Regions from separate parts of the Sus scrofa genome. Here regions 1, 3 and 4 are each linked to region 2. Evidence: chromatin contacts called from public HiChIP or PLAC-seq data. All regions are on one chromosome and are shown on one strand. Each heading gives the region's core, a stretch centred on a gene start, on an enhancer-like site or on the middle of the called end of the contact. The rest is flanking DNA. Distances are from core to core; before and after follow the strand shown.

Region 1 (3,181 bases), core at 614-3,113, 180 kb before region 2:
CCTCACTAGACTATGTGATATGCTCTCGTTACACTCTGCCTGGTCATCTTTATTGCTGTTGCTTATTTACGTTGTTTTATGAGGGCAGGGGCTTTTGTCCATTTTGCTCCTAACTATACCCTCAGGGCCTAGCATTACAAACAGGCATTCTGAGCCTGTGTTCTGACTGAGTGGAGCTGGCAAGAACTAGATACAGCTTCACCAGTTCATTGGCTCCGGATACAAAAATCACTGCTCCGAGTATTCCTCCCACCATATCTCACGTTGAGAGCAAAACGACAGAAGTCACAAAAGCCACAGGAAAATAATACAATATCTCCAGAAAAACCTGCCATGAGCAACAGTTCTCTTTCCTCAGCACAAGGGGGCGCCTGTTGCTTACTCCATCACCAGGAGGCCAGGAGGAAGGGAGGGGCTCCCAACGCCAAACGGGTTTGCTCATCAAAATTCAGTTCAAAAGCAAGCTTCTGAAATCCCCAGAGAGCAGCGGTAGTTTGTGAATCTACCCAACAGTTCCAATATCTGACTCGCTGAATCGAAAGGATTCGCGGGAACAGGCACAGCCAGCCTCACACGTCCGCTGGTTGCCTATCCTAGCGTTTATTCACTTTTTCCCTTCTTTCACTTCCCACCCACATGCAGAGGAGTTGGGAACAGAAGAGCACGTAACCCACCTCTGCCTCTTCACCAGGCTTCCATTCTTCCTTTCCTCTCTCTAGAGTCAAGCTCTAGACCCAGCGACAACAGAAGACGTGCAGCCTACCCTTAACTTACAGGTAAACCGAGTGAAAATAAAACCAGTGAGCTCCCTCTCTGCTCATTGAGGGCCTCACTTCCCAACAACCCCTCTAACGAAATCACAGATTCTGAACTGGCAGGGCACTTAGAGAGCAACCAGTTTTACCCTGTTTTCCTGTGAGATAAATATGCCCAGGGTAATAAAATCTCCAGAGTTTTTCCACCAGAGATCTCATTACACCCCATGAGGCCTGTGTAATTACAATCGCCATTTTATGGATGTGGAAACTGAGGCTCGCTGGGGTCAGGTGGCACAGCCAAAGCAATATTTAAAGAGAATGTCTTTTCTTTTCCTTTTTTTCCCTTCTGAAACCTCATAGTCTACCAGCCCTCACTCCTGCCAAAAGGGTTGCAGTCTTCCAGAAACTGGATTACAAGCCGGGTCTCCAAGCCCAGTACTTGTCTGACAGCGCAAGCTCTTGCTGTTTGTACTCAAGGCAGGGAGGGCCCAATCTGGGCCGATAGGAAAACCTGTGGAATTGGAGCCCTAGTTTCTCTGGATAAGATTAACATCCTCTGTGGGGTAGGGAGGTCGCTCTGACCCAAGGTCCTCAGGACCAGAGGTTTTGCTAGCTGCCGCGAGGCAGAGGCCATCTTTCCCAAGCCCAGCCGGGTCCGAAGCCCGTTCTCGCGTTCTCCTTTTCGGACGTAGTCCCAACCAGGGACTGGGCATCTCCTCTCCACAAAGGGGACACGGCTCAGCGGTTAACTCCCGAGGGAACCGGTGGGGCCCGGTCCGGCCTAGGGCCGGAAGGCAGGGGCGGGCTGCAGGCTGTAAAGGAAGAGGCGGCACTGGGAGGCCGCTATGGCGGAGGGGCGGGGCTCCTCGCTTCTCGCGGCCTCCGCCTCATTTCCCTCGGCCTCCGTTTGACAACTTCCCTCCCCCTGGAACTCCTAGGCTCCCAAGCTGGCGCCGGGTCCCCGGCACCCGCTGCTCTCAACCTCCCAGGCGGGGCCCGAACCTTAGCTCGTCCATCCGGGGCCCCGAGCGGTCGCGCCTGCGCACTGGCTCCGCCGATGGCGGCCCCGCCCCGCTCCTGCCGGGATTCTGAGCTGCCCCGCCCCCCTCCGCGGCGGCCATGTTGACTCCGGGCGAGTGGGGCGGGGACGAAGGATCTCGCGGTTCCGCGCCAACCCCACCCCCACCCCACCCCCGCATTGGCACCTTCCTGCCTTGGTGACACCTGAGGAATTCCAACTCCTCAAGCCCCTTCCCCCGCCTTCATTTAGCCCGTCGGGGCTGCTGGCTTAGAGTCGATGCTCTTGGCCCAGTTCCGCCCCGCAAACACCAACTGAGTTGCCCTGTGGGCCGAGGCTCTCGGAGTTGGGGGCTGCCCTGCGGCCTCTTCGCAGAAGCCCGAGCCGCACTTTCCCTGCTGTTCGGCAACAACAGGTCAGCACAGGGCCTGGAGCAATAGCTGTTCTTCTTTGAATAGAAAAAGAAGCCTTTTGGGGTTTCTGTGGCCAGCAGCGGCACCGTGCGTCCTGGTTGTGAAGAAAGTGGGGGTTCCCCCTGGCTTTCCCCTCCTCCAGCTACTAAAGACCTGTCCTGCTTCGGTCCTCAGCCCCAGCTCAGGTGACTAATGAGGATGGTGAAGGAAACTTTAGAGGACCCCCCCACACCGCCCCGGGACTCCTTCAAGCAGTTTCTCTCGTAGGAAGCGGGGCCAAAAAAGAAAAAAAAAAAAGAAGAAGCAGCTAACTCAACAAAACTGTCTGTTAGGGAGGAGCGGCCAGTTGGTGCCCCTGTAACGGAAACTGTTAGAACAACTTTGCACCCTCCTTAAAGGAAATAGATAATAAATCCTTCTCCGTTGGTGGATTTCTCATTTCTCAGGATTCCAAAGCCCTCTGTGGTTTCAGTTATCTGCCCTCCAAACGAAGCTAGGGTCTGTGTTAGCTTCTGGCCACAGCCCTGGCTGAGGGAGGGGTTTATCTTCCGCAGCAGCTAATAGGGTGGGAACAAAAGAACTGTTTGCTATCTCTCCAAGCAATGACAACTAGCCCACAGCAGTTCTGGGGGGCCAGAGACTGGATCTTTTGATTCTTTATTGCTCATTTTAGGTCCTGAGACCTAAACTTCCTCAGGTTTTGTTGCGTTTAAGGTGGATAAATCACATTTTCATCCTGGTGTGTTGGAGGAGAAGGGGTAAAATGGAGTTTAAAAGACTCTTCTCCCAGGTTTTATGGTGACATACCTTGTTCTCAAAAGCTCCAGAGGCATGTGAGTGAATCAGCAAAGCTGTGGGGCACACTGCTGACTGGGGCCTAAGGTTGTGGCTTGAATCTCTAGAAGTCTATGAGGCTCCAAGCAGCACTCTGTTTGCAGAAACAAAATTGAGAAATGAACTATCCTTCCTTTGTGAGAAAGACATGCATTCTT
Region 2 (3,128 bases), core at 524-3,023:
AGGGGCAAGGAGCCCTGTCTTTGCACCTCCAGGGCACGGAACATATGTGTTTCCTGCTGCCCAGGGTGGGCACAGGAAGGCTGTTTTACATACTTGTTGAAGAAATCTAGGAGTTCCTGGTGCAGTACGTTATGGATCCAGTGTTGCTGCAGCTGTGGCATAGGTGGCAGTTGCACCTTGGATTTGATCCCTGGCCTGGGAACGTCCATGTACCACGGGTGCGGCCAAAAAAGAAAAAAAAGAGTCTAGTTTCCTGCTCCCCTGGACACAATGGTTCTTAATATTTTAGGGTTGTCAGCAGACCCCTCTGAGAATCTGATGAAAACCCTGGACATTCTCCTCCCAGAAAATTACATTTATACACCATTTTACATGTAATTTCCACATCCCTGGCAAGCCCATGAACCCAGGTTAAAATCCCGGGTTCTGGGTCTCCTTCAGCTCTGAAGTTTCTGTTAAGCATTCCTGCAACACAGCTACCATTTGTCTCTGCCAGAGCCTTTATTTCTTTTCTTTTCCTTTTTTTTTTTTTGTCTTTTTTGCTATTTCTAGGGCCACTCCCGCAGCATATGGAGGTTCCCAGGCTAGGGGTTGAATCAGAGCTGTAGCCACTGGCCTATGCCAGAGCCACAGCAACTCGGGATCCCAGCTGCGTCTGCAACCTACACCACAGTTCACGGCAACACTGGATCCTTAACCCACTAATCGAGGCGAGGGATCGAACCTGCAACCTCATGGTTCCTAGTCGGATTCGTTAACCACTGAGCCACAACGGGAAAGCCTCTTCTTTTTTTTTTTTTTTTTTTTTTTTGACAACACCTACGGCATGCAAAAATTCCCAGGCCAGGGATCAGAACCTGCTCCACAGCAGAGTCACAGCAGGGACAATGGCAGATTCTTAACCACCAAGGAACTCCTAGTGCCTTTACTTTTATAACCATCTGAGGATCGTTTGTAGATGAGGAAACTGTAGTTCAGTGAGGCCAAGTGACTTGACCAAGATCACACAGGTAAGAAGATTCTGTAATGGGTGAGTGACTCTAGGCCCGTCCCAGGTGCAGGCCTCAGGCCAGCTCAAGCATGCGTCATCTGCTCCTCGAGTTCTCAGTTCAGCCCACAGCCCGAGGGGTGGGTGTGGAGCGGAAGAAGGGAAGAGAAACAGAGGAAATTACTTATAAAAAGAAGTTTCAGATTGAGTCATAAACAGGAGTTCTAACTCAGAGAGAAGCTCTGGGGTAGGAGAGGAAAAGAGAGAGAAGGTCCTTATGAGACAGCTCCTTCTCTCCCCATGGGAAAAAGATGCTCAGATGAATTGACCTGTATCCCTGCTCTGAACTTGGTTCTCTCTGCCTGAAATAGGGAGGGGAAAAGAGAGAGAGGGAGGGGGAGAACGGAGAAGTTGGAGGCTGTGCTCTGGGAGGAGGGAGTGGGTAGCAGCCAACACGTGGTAAGCATGTCCTATGTGTCAGGCCTGTGCCATGAGCTTCTGAAGCAGTACTTAGTTTAGTCTTCACCAAAGAGTAGATGCTATCACTAATTCCCATTTTAAAGATGGGGAAATCAAGGCAGAAAGGTTAAATGACTTGCGCGAGGTCACCCTTGGATTCTGGGTTAGAATCCAAGCAAAGTTGGATTCTAACCCAGAAATGCTTATATTTCAAGAAAAAAAAGAACAAAAAACAAAAAAACCAGGACAGCCCTGACCCAAGAGTCTGCGCTTAACCACAGCTGTAGATGGCTTCCTAGTTGCCGTTTGCTAGTAGGTTGCCGTTTGCTTGTAACCAGTGGCTCTGTAGACACACCCTCTCTCTTAACGCTCACAACAGCCCTGTTTGGCAGGTGGGGAAACCTCAGAGCAGTGAAATGATTTCCCCAAGAACAGGTCAATGTTGGGGCAGAGGTGTGATTGCAGGTCTGTTTGACTTCAAGTCCAGCAGGGCTCTGTTCCCACCACCCCTCCTGCCTTCAAGGATAAGTAGGCCAGGAGGAGGGGGGACCCACTGCACAGTCCTGGGGACGGGGATGGCCTGAGACACCCTCCTGCTCACCTTCACGTCTTTCTTGACAGCACAGTCTTAGTGTGGACACTTTGCCTGGGTTTGCTGCTGCCTTCACGGGGGGTGGGGCTGGGGGTGGGAGTGTCATTTAGTTTCCCTCTTGCTACTGCTGAGTCATCTCTCCCTCGAGTCCTTGGAGTTAGTGGGAACCCCCCCCCTCCCCGAGAAATGGAAGCTACTCAGAAGACCTCAGTTCAAAGTGGAGGAACTTTCCGGCCGCGTGGGGAACTGCCCTGTGATGTGGTGGGGTCACCGCAGTCGCTGGTGGTTTTAAACAGAACCTGGATAATCCTCTGTGGGAGATTCCTGTTGTGGGTGGAGACTGGGTCTGGGCCTTCAGAGCCCTTTTGACTGTGAGATTTTGTGAGTCACTGTGGGATGAAATTTAGCCCATGCAGAAAGGTGGCATGGTATCAGCTTTGGGACCAAACAGACCTGGGCTGGAAACCTTGCTGGGGGCCTGGGGGCAAGTTTCCTTTCTTAGCTTCAGTTTCCTTGTTCTGAGATGGAAATGAGCAAATCGCCTTATGAGATCGCTGTGAGTATTAGGGGTGACGTTTATTGTGCTCAGTATAAAGCAAGAACTCAATAAATCATGCCTGCTGTCATAGCCACTAAATGAAAGGCCAAATCAAGGATTAAATCCATGTGTTAACCAAAGTACCAATGTTTGGATGCTTCACATTTGTGGGAAACCAGCCTTTCCTCTGAGGGTGCCTTTTCAGAAATAATCATGAAAAACACAAAACGTGAAGTGGGTAAAATGCAAGAAAAATTGAGAACTGGAGACTCAGAGGGGGTGTGTAAAATCATCTAAACAGTCTCCTATGGGGATCAGGCATCTCCTCTAAGATCTTGTCAAGTCTCATTAGTTCTCTGCACACGCAGGTCAGGCGATGGGGAACTCACTACCTTCTGAGACTCCATAGGAAACTCCCCAAATTCCCCAACTTGTTCTCTGCTGTTTGCCAGCCGGGAAATATAACTTTCTAACAACTACATCCCTTGATTGAAACCAGCCCCCAATATTATAGGACCCTTTCTGACCACATGGCTGGCTGAGGGGAAGAG
Region 3 (3,144 bases), core at 333-2,832, 240 kb before region 2:
TGTTCCTGACACCTGAGCTCTTCAGCTTCCCGCCCCACGAACCCGGCAAAGGAACCTCAAAGCCGCCTTTGCGCTCACCCGCCACCCCTCCACCCTCCGAGATCAGACCAGCTTGTTGATGGTGAGAGCTGGAGCCTCAGCCTCTCTCCTGGAGTCACTGGCTTCCAGTCTTGCCTACAGGTCACTGAGCCAGCCCTGTGGGAGCTCAGGGTCTCTGTAAATCATGCACCTATTCCTGATCCGTCCCTCCGCAATAAGTGGAAAAGTCAGGAGGAGTGTCACAGGGGAACTTTATTGAGAGGAAACATGGTCACACCCAGCAGACATGATTTCCCTCTCATCCTCGGTCTTGTTGGCTGCGCAGGCGCGCACACACACTCTAGCGCTCGCGCGCGCTCTCTCGCTCTCGCTCTCTCTCATCTACAGTCTCTGCCACACAGTTCAGCTCTCAGCCACAAGGGTGGGACACTCCTCAATTCCTAAGATCCAGAGGCAGGGGGGCAGGAGCGGGGAATCAGGAGGAAGTGGCTGGGCTCAGGGGAGGGGTCTGGGCGGGGTGCAGAGAGCGGGTCAGGGTGGGACGACCAGTGGTCGGAGCACCTGACAGCTGCAGGAAGCTTGGAATCCTCCGGCTCCAGGTGGCCTCAGCTCTGCTGGTTCCTCTCCGTGGAGCCTTTTTGAGCTGGGGCAGGGCATCTGGGGAGAAGGGTTGGGCTTCCCACCCCATACAAGTCCTCTCTGCCAAGAGTGGGGGACTGGAGCAGGCAGGGCAGGGCAGGGAGGGCGGCGGGTGCGGCTCAGCTCTGGGGCTCCTCAGGCGCCTCGCCCCCCTCTTCCCCGGCGTTGTCGGCGGTCCACAGCGTCAGGTTGTCCCGCAGCAGCTGCATGATGAGGGTGCTGTCTTTGTAGGAGTCCTCGCTGAGAGTGTGCAGGTCAGCCATGGCCTCGTCGAAGGTGGTCTTGGCCAGGGAGATGGCCTCCTCTGGGCTGTTGGCGATCTCATAGTGGAAGACAGAAAAGTTCAGGGCCAGGCCCAGGCGGATGGGGTTGGTGGGTGGCATCTCTTTCTTGCTGATGTCCATGGCCTCCTGGTAGGCGGAGCGGGCTGAGTCGATGATGCGCTTCTTGTCGTCCCCCGTGGCCACCTCGGCCAGGTAACGGTAGTAGTCACCCTTCATTTTCAGGTAGAAGACCCGACTCTCCGCGTCACCGGCCTCCTTGATGAGATGGGTGTTCAGCAAGCCAAGCACCGTGTCACACACACCCCGGAGCTCCTTCTCCACCTTCTCCCGATATTCTCGCACCTCAGGGCCCTTCTCTTCCGAGCCTTCCTCATTGCTCTTCTGCTCAATACTGGACAGGACCCTCCACGCAGCCCGCTGACCACCCACCACATTCTTGTAGGCCACTGAGAGCAGGTTGCGCTCTTCGCAAGACAGCTCCTCACCCTTTTCCACGGCGCTCTTCATGAAGGCTGCCATGTCCTCATAGCGTTCAGCCTGCTCGGCCAACTTGGCCTTCTGGATCACACTGGCTCTCTCCATGGCTCTGGGGACAGACAGATGGGCAGGTGGAGAGCTAACTGGCTGCCTCGGGACCAAGGCCGGATTCTGCGCCTCTCCGGCTGCCTGCCTGCCTTTTGGCTGGAAGGCCAGGCCCGGAGAAGGGTGGGGAGGGGCAGAGGGCGGGCCCAGGACTTGCCTCCCTCTCCTCTCCCCCCTCCCCCCACACCCTTTCCGCCTCTTCCTTAAAGGTAAAAGGGCTGGGATGTGGGGGGGTGAGTCATCCTGACTGTCAGCAGGAGAAATTTGGGCGTTGGCTCCACCTGCACCGATACCTTTCCAGGCTCCAGGCTGCCGCCTCTGGGTCAGGGCTTCCATTATATGGGTGCACACGTTAGGGAGCTGCCCCAGTTTCTCAAATCAGATCCCTCTTCACTGCATCCTTCCTGGGGCTCAGGATGGCTTCAGCTACCTGGCCACTATGGACCTAGGCAGAGCCCATAAAGCCAGGTGCAGGAGAAGGGGGTGCCTAATCTGGCCAGGAGTGGTTCCTCCACTGGTTTAGGTGAAATAACTCATTGTCTAGGTAGGGCTATAGTTTCCCAAGCACCTCATACCCATGGTCTAACTTAATCCCTGCTATCTTGGTGAGATGGGCAGGGCTGTGGCTACTACTCCCACTGTAGAGAGGGGAATACTGAGGCTCAGAGAGGGATGAGATTTGCTCAAGGTCACACAGTTACTAAGTTGGACTTCTCTCCCATTCAGGCTTCTGACTTGTGAGCTCCAGACTGTATTTAGAAGGGAGATGTAGGCTTCTTCTGGAGTCTACCTGAAATGCTTACACCCCACCCCCCAACTCCTCTCTCCCCCTCAGGTCCCATCCCTTCTGAGCTCCCAGAATGCACAGGTGGCAGCTTTCAGGGTGCCACTTAATGAGGTGTTTAACGAGCAGCCTCTGACGCTCCAGCCCAGCCTTTGTAATTAGTCACCCAGTAGGTTTTTTGGATACCTTCCCCATCACAGCACAATTTTCCCTTTCAAGTTGGTGGCCTGTTGCCACTTGTGTGAGGACTTACCCTCTGGCTCTCCACGCCAGGTTACCTGCCACCACCCCCCCCGCCCCGCAAGCCGCCTGCCATCATGTATCAGTGGGGCTCACAGAGGGTGGGGACCCAGCTCACTAGCTGTCCCACTTTCCTGCCTGAATCAGCCTGCCCTTTGTCAGAGGCTAGGAAGAAGGCCGCCTGGGTGCTCAGCCCAGTGCGGCTGCGGGGGGAACTGAGAAAAAGGAGGCAGCCATGACACATGCCATTTTGTTTTAGGGGGCAGCTGTCCCCTCTGAGTGCTCCCTTCCCCAGCCTCTCTCTCAGAAGTTTCCCTGCCCCTTCCCTTTGACCATGGCCCCACCTCTGACCCCTGGCACAGGCCTCAGAGATGGAGACTTCTCTATTGCTAATCTTCTGTCCCTGTTTGCTGGGGTGCTGTCTCTGTGTCAGCCAAGAATTTCACCTACAGTTGTTGGCACTGTACCTGGAAGGATGGCTTCCTTTTTATCTGCTCCAGCCCAAGCCAAAGCCCAGACAGGGCTCAGGGGTGGGGCTCCTCTGATTGGGATCCAGCCAGTTTCATCCCTGACCCA
Region 4 (3,034 bases), core at 239-2,738, 200 kb before region 2:
CCTCCATCCATGACATGGAGAATACTGTGTGGGCCAATCTTGGGTCCCTGGGGTTATAAAGAGGTCAAGAACCCATGGGGACAAATATGACCTGTCACATGAAAATATTCTCGCCTCTTGAAAAATAGCAAGGCACTGCAGCTGTTCCTGCCGTGAACAGGACAGAGGGTGCTCCGGAGCACTGGGAAGGGAAAGGAAGCCAGGAGTCAGGAGGTGGGGGGCAGGGGCCTGGGAGATGTCTGGGGGGACTGGGGGAGGCAGGGGTAAGGACAGGAAGCTCTGGAACAAAAAATAAGGAAGGTGCTGGAGAGGAAAGGGGAGGCCTGAGTGGCCCAAAGATGTTTGAGGGCCTAGAGAGAGAATGGCCAAGGGGAAAACAGGGGTGGGGGGGCAGTGCTGAGAGTGGAGAGGGGACCTAGAGGGACCTTGGAGGGATCCTGGAAGATGGCCTTGAAATTTCAAAGGGGAGAATATGGCCAAAGGATAAGGAAGAAATTCAAAAACTGTCTGGAAGGGATATAAAGAAAAGATGCCCCACGGGGTCCGAAAGAAACTAGAAGGCAGGCAAGGGGATAGGTGAGGAGAGGGGATCCATCCAAGGAGCTGGGGGGCCTGGTGCAGGCTCTGAGAGGGCAGAGAGGATGGGGGCCTCGAGGCACATGGGAGGGCCATGTTCCTGGCAGAGGCCAGCAAAGGCAGAGTGCCAGGGAAGGATGGGGGTGCTAGGGAGGGGCCGGAGGACCAGCTTAGATGGCGATCCAAACTAGCATGGGAGGATGACCAGTCTGGGAGGGCTGGAGGGGACCCGGAAGGACAGACAGAAGATAAGGAGATTGGAGAGGCCTGAGGGCAGATTCTGAGAAGCACAGGGAGGATGCGGCCCGGGAGGAGCCTGGCAGGTGCTGGGAAGGGCAGAGTGCCCCGGGAGGTGGGAGAGCCCAGCAGGGGACCAAAGGGGCTGGAGCGCCCAGAGAGGCCTGAGCAAGGGGGGTGCGCCCCAGGGGTCAAAGGGGACCGGAGGGAATGGGGCGCCTCAGGGGGCGGGGACGCGGGGCGCCGCCAAACTCACTCGAAGACGAAGAAGAGGACGGTGGTGGTGAGGATGAGCAGCAGCGTGAGGGCGAAGACGCCGCCGTGGCCGGCGAGCATGAGGCGGCCGCCGCAGTAGAAGCGGTTGCGGCCCGGGAACACCTCCCACTTGCGCCGCGGGCGGCGGCCGATGCTGCCGCTGCCACTGCCGCTGCCACTGCCGCTCCAGCGCGGCGCGGCGGCGGCGGGCGGCGGGGGCCCGGGGCCCGGGCCGGGGGGCGCGGCGGGGCCGGGGCGCCGCGCCCCGGGGGAGGCGGGCGGCGGAGCGGCCCCGGGGCTGATCTGCTGGTACTCACAGTCCTTCATGCGGCCAGCCGCGGACCTCGGCTCCGCGCCCCGCGGGCCGGCCGGGCCGCACCGGGACCGGGGCCGAGCAGAGGAGGCGGTGGCGGCGGCGGCGGCGGCGGCGGCGGCGCGCGCGGCGCTCGCTCGCAGGGGGCGGCCCCACGGCCGCCCTGCCCCGCCCCGCGCGGCCTCCCGCCGCAGCGCCCCCTCCGCCCGGGGCCGGGATGGCGCACGGGCCAGCGGCCCGGTCCTGACCCAGGGCCCTGGCCAATACCCTGCCGCCCGATGCCTGCTGCACAAGGATGGCGCAGCAGAGGCGCGTTCGGGACTCTTTCTCTTCTTTTGCGATTAAACCCTTTGTCGGGCGTCCCCTGTGTGCCAGGCACCGTGCCAAGCGCCGAGATTCAAGAGGTGGATTTCGTGATCTACTTCTGGGCATCTGTATTTCCAGGGTCAGGCTTTACCCATCTCTGATGACTTGCTGGACAGGCATTTGAGAGGCAGGCAGGGGGGCAGAAGGGGACACAATCCGCTTTGAAAGCGAGCGGCTTGTTCACTACGGTCTTGAAGTTCAACGTGCCAAAGGAGGAAGTACGGCACGTCCTCTGTCCTCCCTCGCCCAGCTCTGCGGTCCAGCTTTCCTATCACCTAATGCAGGGTTGATACCACAGGGCCCAAGTGGTTCTTCAAGAATTCCGAGTGTATTAGTTTTCTATTGGTGGGTAACAAAGTACCACAAATTTAGTGGTTTAAAACACCAGGTTTTGTATCTCACAGTTTCCAGGTCAGAAGCTGCAGCACAGCTTAGCTGAGTCCTTTCCTCAGTCTCAGAAGGCTGCAGTCAAGGTGTCAGCAAGGCTCATGCCCCTCTGGAGACCCAGCTGGAGAAGAGAACACCTGCAAACCCGCTCAGGTTTTGTTGGCAGAAAACTATTTCCTTGTGACTTCTGACTGAGGGCTGGGATTTTTGCTGGCTGTCAGCTAGAGGCCTCTCTGAGGTCCCAGCGGCCACTTGCGGTTCCTTGAGGTCACACAGTTCCTTGCCCTGCGGTTTTTGCCAGTATGGCCAGTTACTTCGCCAAGCCCACGAGGAGAGGCTCTAGCTCCAGTCTGCTAACACCCAATTTTATATAACCTAACTTACCTATGTAACGGGAGTGACAGCCCAGCGTTCTCACCATATTCTACAGGTTAGAAGCAAGTCACAAGCCCCACTTGAGCTTAAGAGGAGAGGATCACACGAATGAGTGAATACCGGGAGGCAGGAATCACTGAGGCTCACCTTAGGGTCTGTCCGCCACACTGGGGTTACTAGAAAACCTAAAGAAACGTATAGGCAGAGAGAGTTGGAGACTGGAATAGGAGAGAATAAGAGAGGAAGTTGGAATACGGGATGTGGAGGGGTAGAAAGGCAGTAACAGTGACCTCAAGGATCGCTCATTGTTGGGAGTTCCCGTTGTGGCTCAGTGGTTAACGAATCCGACTAGGAACCATGAGGTTGCATGTTCAATCCCTGGCCTTGCTCAGTGGGTTAAGGATCTGGCGTTGTGGTGAGCTGTGATGTAGGTCGCAGACGTGGCTCAGATCCCGTGTTGCTGTGGCTCTGGTGTAGGCCGGCGGCTACAGCTCCAATTAACCCCTAGCCTGGGAACCTCCATAT

The links. HiChIP or PLAC-seq counts read pairs in DNA pulled down with a chosen protein or histone mark.
Region 1: a contact with region 2 is called in an H3K27ac HiChIP or PLAC-seq map of alveolar macrophages. The contact joins the promoter of PIGV here to the enhancer-like site in region 2. A contact is called at or near these places in 33 of 47 Hi-C or Micro-C datasets (adipocytes, adipose tissue, alveolar macrophages and 18 more) and 2 of 2 datasets of contacts at active chromatin or transcription factors (alveolar macrophages and skeletal muscle).
Region 3: a contact with region 2 is called in an H3K27ac HiChIP or PLAC-seq map of alveolar macrophages. The contact joins the promoter of SFN here to the enhancer-like site in region 2. A contact is called at or near these places in 29 of 47 Hi-C or Micro-C datasets (adipocytes, adipose tissue, alveolar macrophages and 16 more) and 2 of 2 datasets of contacts at active chromatin or transcription factors (alveolar macrophages and skeletal muscle).
Region 4: a contact with region 2 is called in an H3K27ac HiChIP or PLAC-seq map of alveolar macrophages. The contact joins the promoter of ZDHHC18 here to the enhancer-like site in region 2. A contact is called at or near these places in 3 of 5 promoter capture datasets (fetal skeletal muscle and liver), 4 of 47 Hi-C or Micro-C datasets (blood, epiblast stem cells and retroperitoneal adipose tissue) and 2 of 2 datasets of contacts at active chromatin or transcription factors (alveolar macrophages and skeletal muscle).

What each region holds. Positions count from the first base shown.
Region 1 is chr6:84,128,593-84,131,773 of Sscrofa11.1, reverse strand. It overlaps PIGV (GPI mannosyltransferase 2), which reads right to left and starts at 1,863. Exons shown (of 4, transcript XM_003356221.4): 1 at 1,761-1,863.
Region 2 is chr6:83,951,141-83,954,268 of Sscrofa11.1, reverse strand. No RefSeq gene overlaps it. Among named protein-coding and RNA genes, the nearest start is that of RPS6KA1, 48 kb to the right of the region's middle. Within about 2 kb of position 1,773, at least 25 of the 83 cell types and tissues checked have an H3K27ac peak or open chromatin away from gene starts, as enhancers often do. A contact at or near this core is called in alveolar macrophages, embryonic fibroblasts, liver and 1 more, where this site is marked.
Region 3 is chr6:84,186,959-84,190,102 of Sscrofa11.1, reverse strand. SFN (stratifin) reads right to left here and starts at 1,582. Exons shown (of 1, transcript NM_001044564.1): 1 at 279-1,582. The coding sequence starts at 1,544. The coding sequence ends at 798.
Region 4 is chr6:84,152,308-84,155,341 of Sscrofa11.1, reverse strand. ZDHHC18 (palmitoyltransferase ZDHHC18) reads right to left here and starts at 1,488. Exons shown (of 9, transcript XM_013988799.2): 1 at 1,070-1,488. The coding sequence starts at 1,395.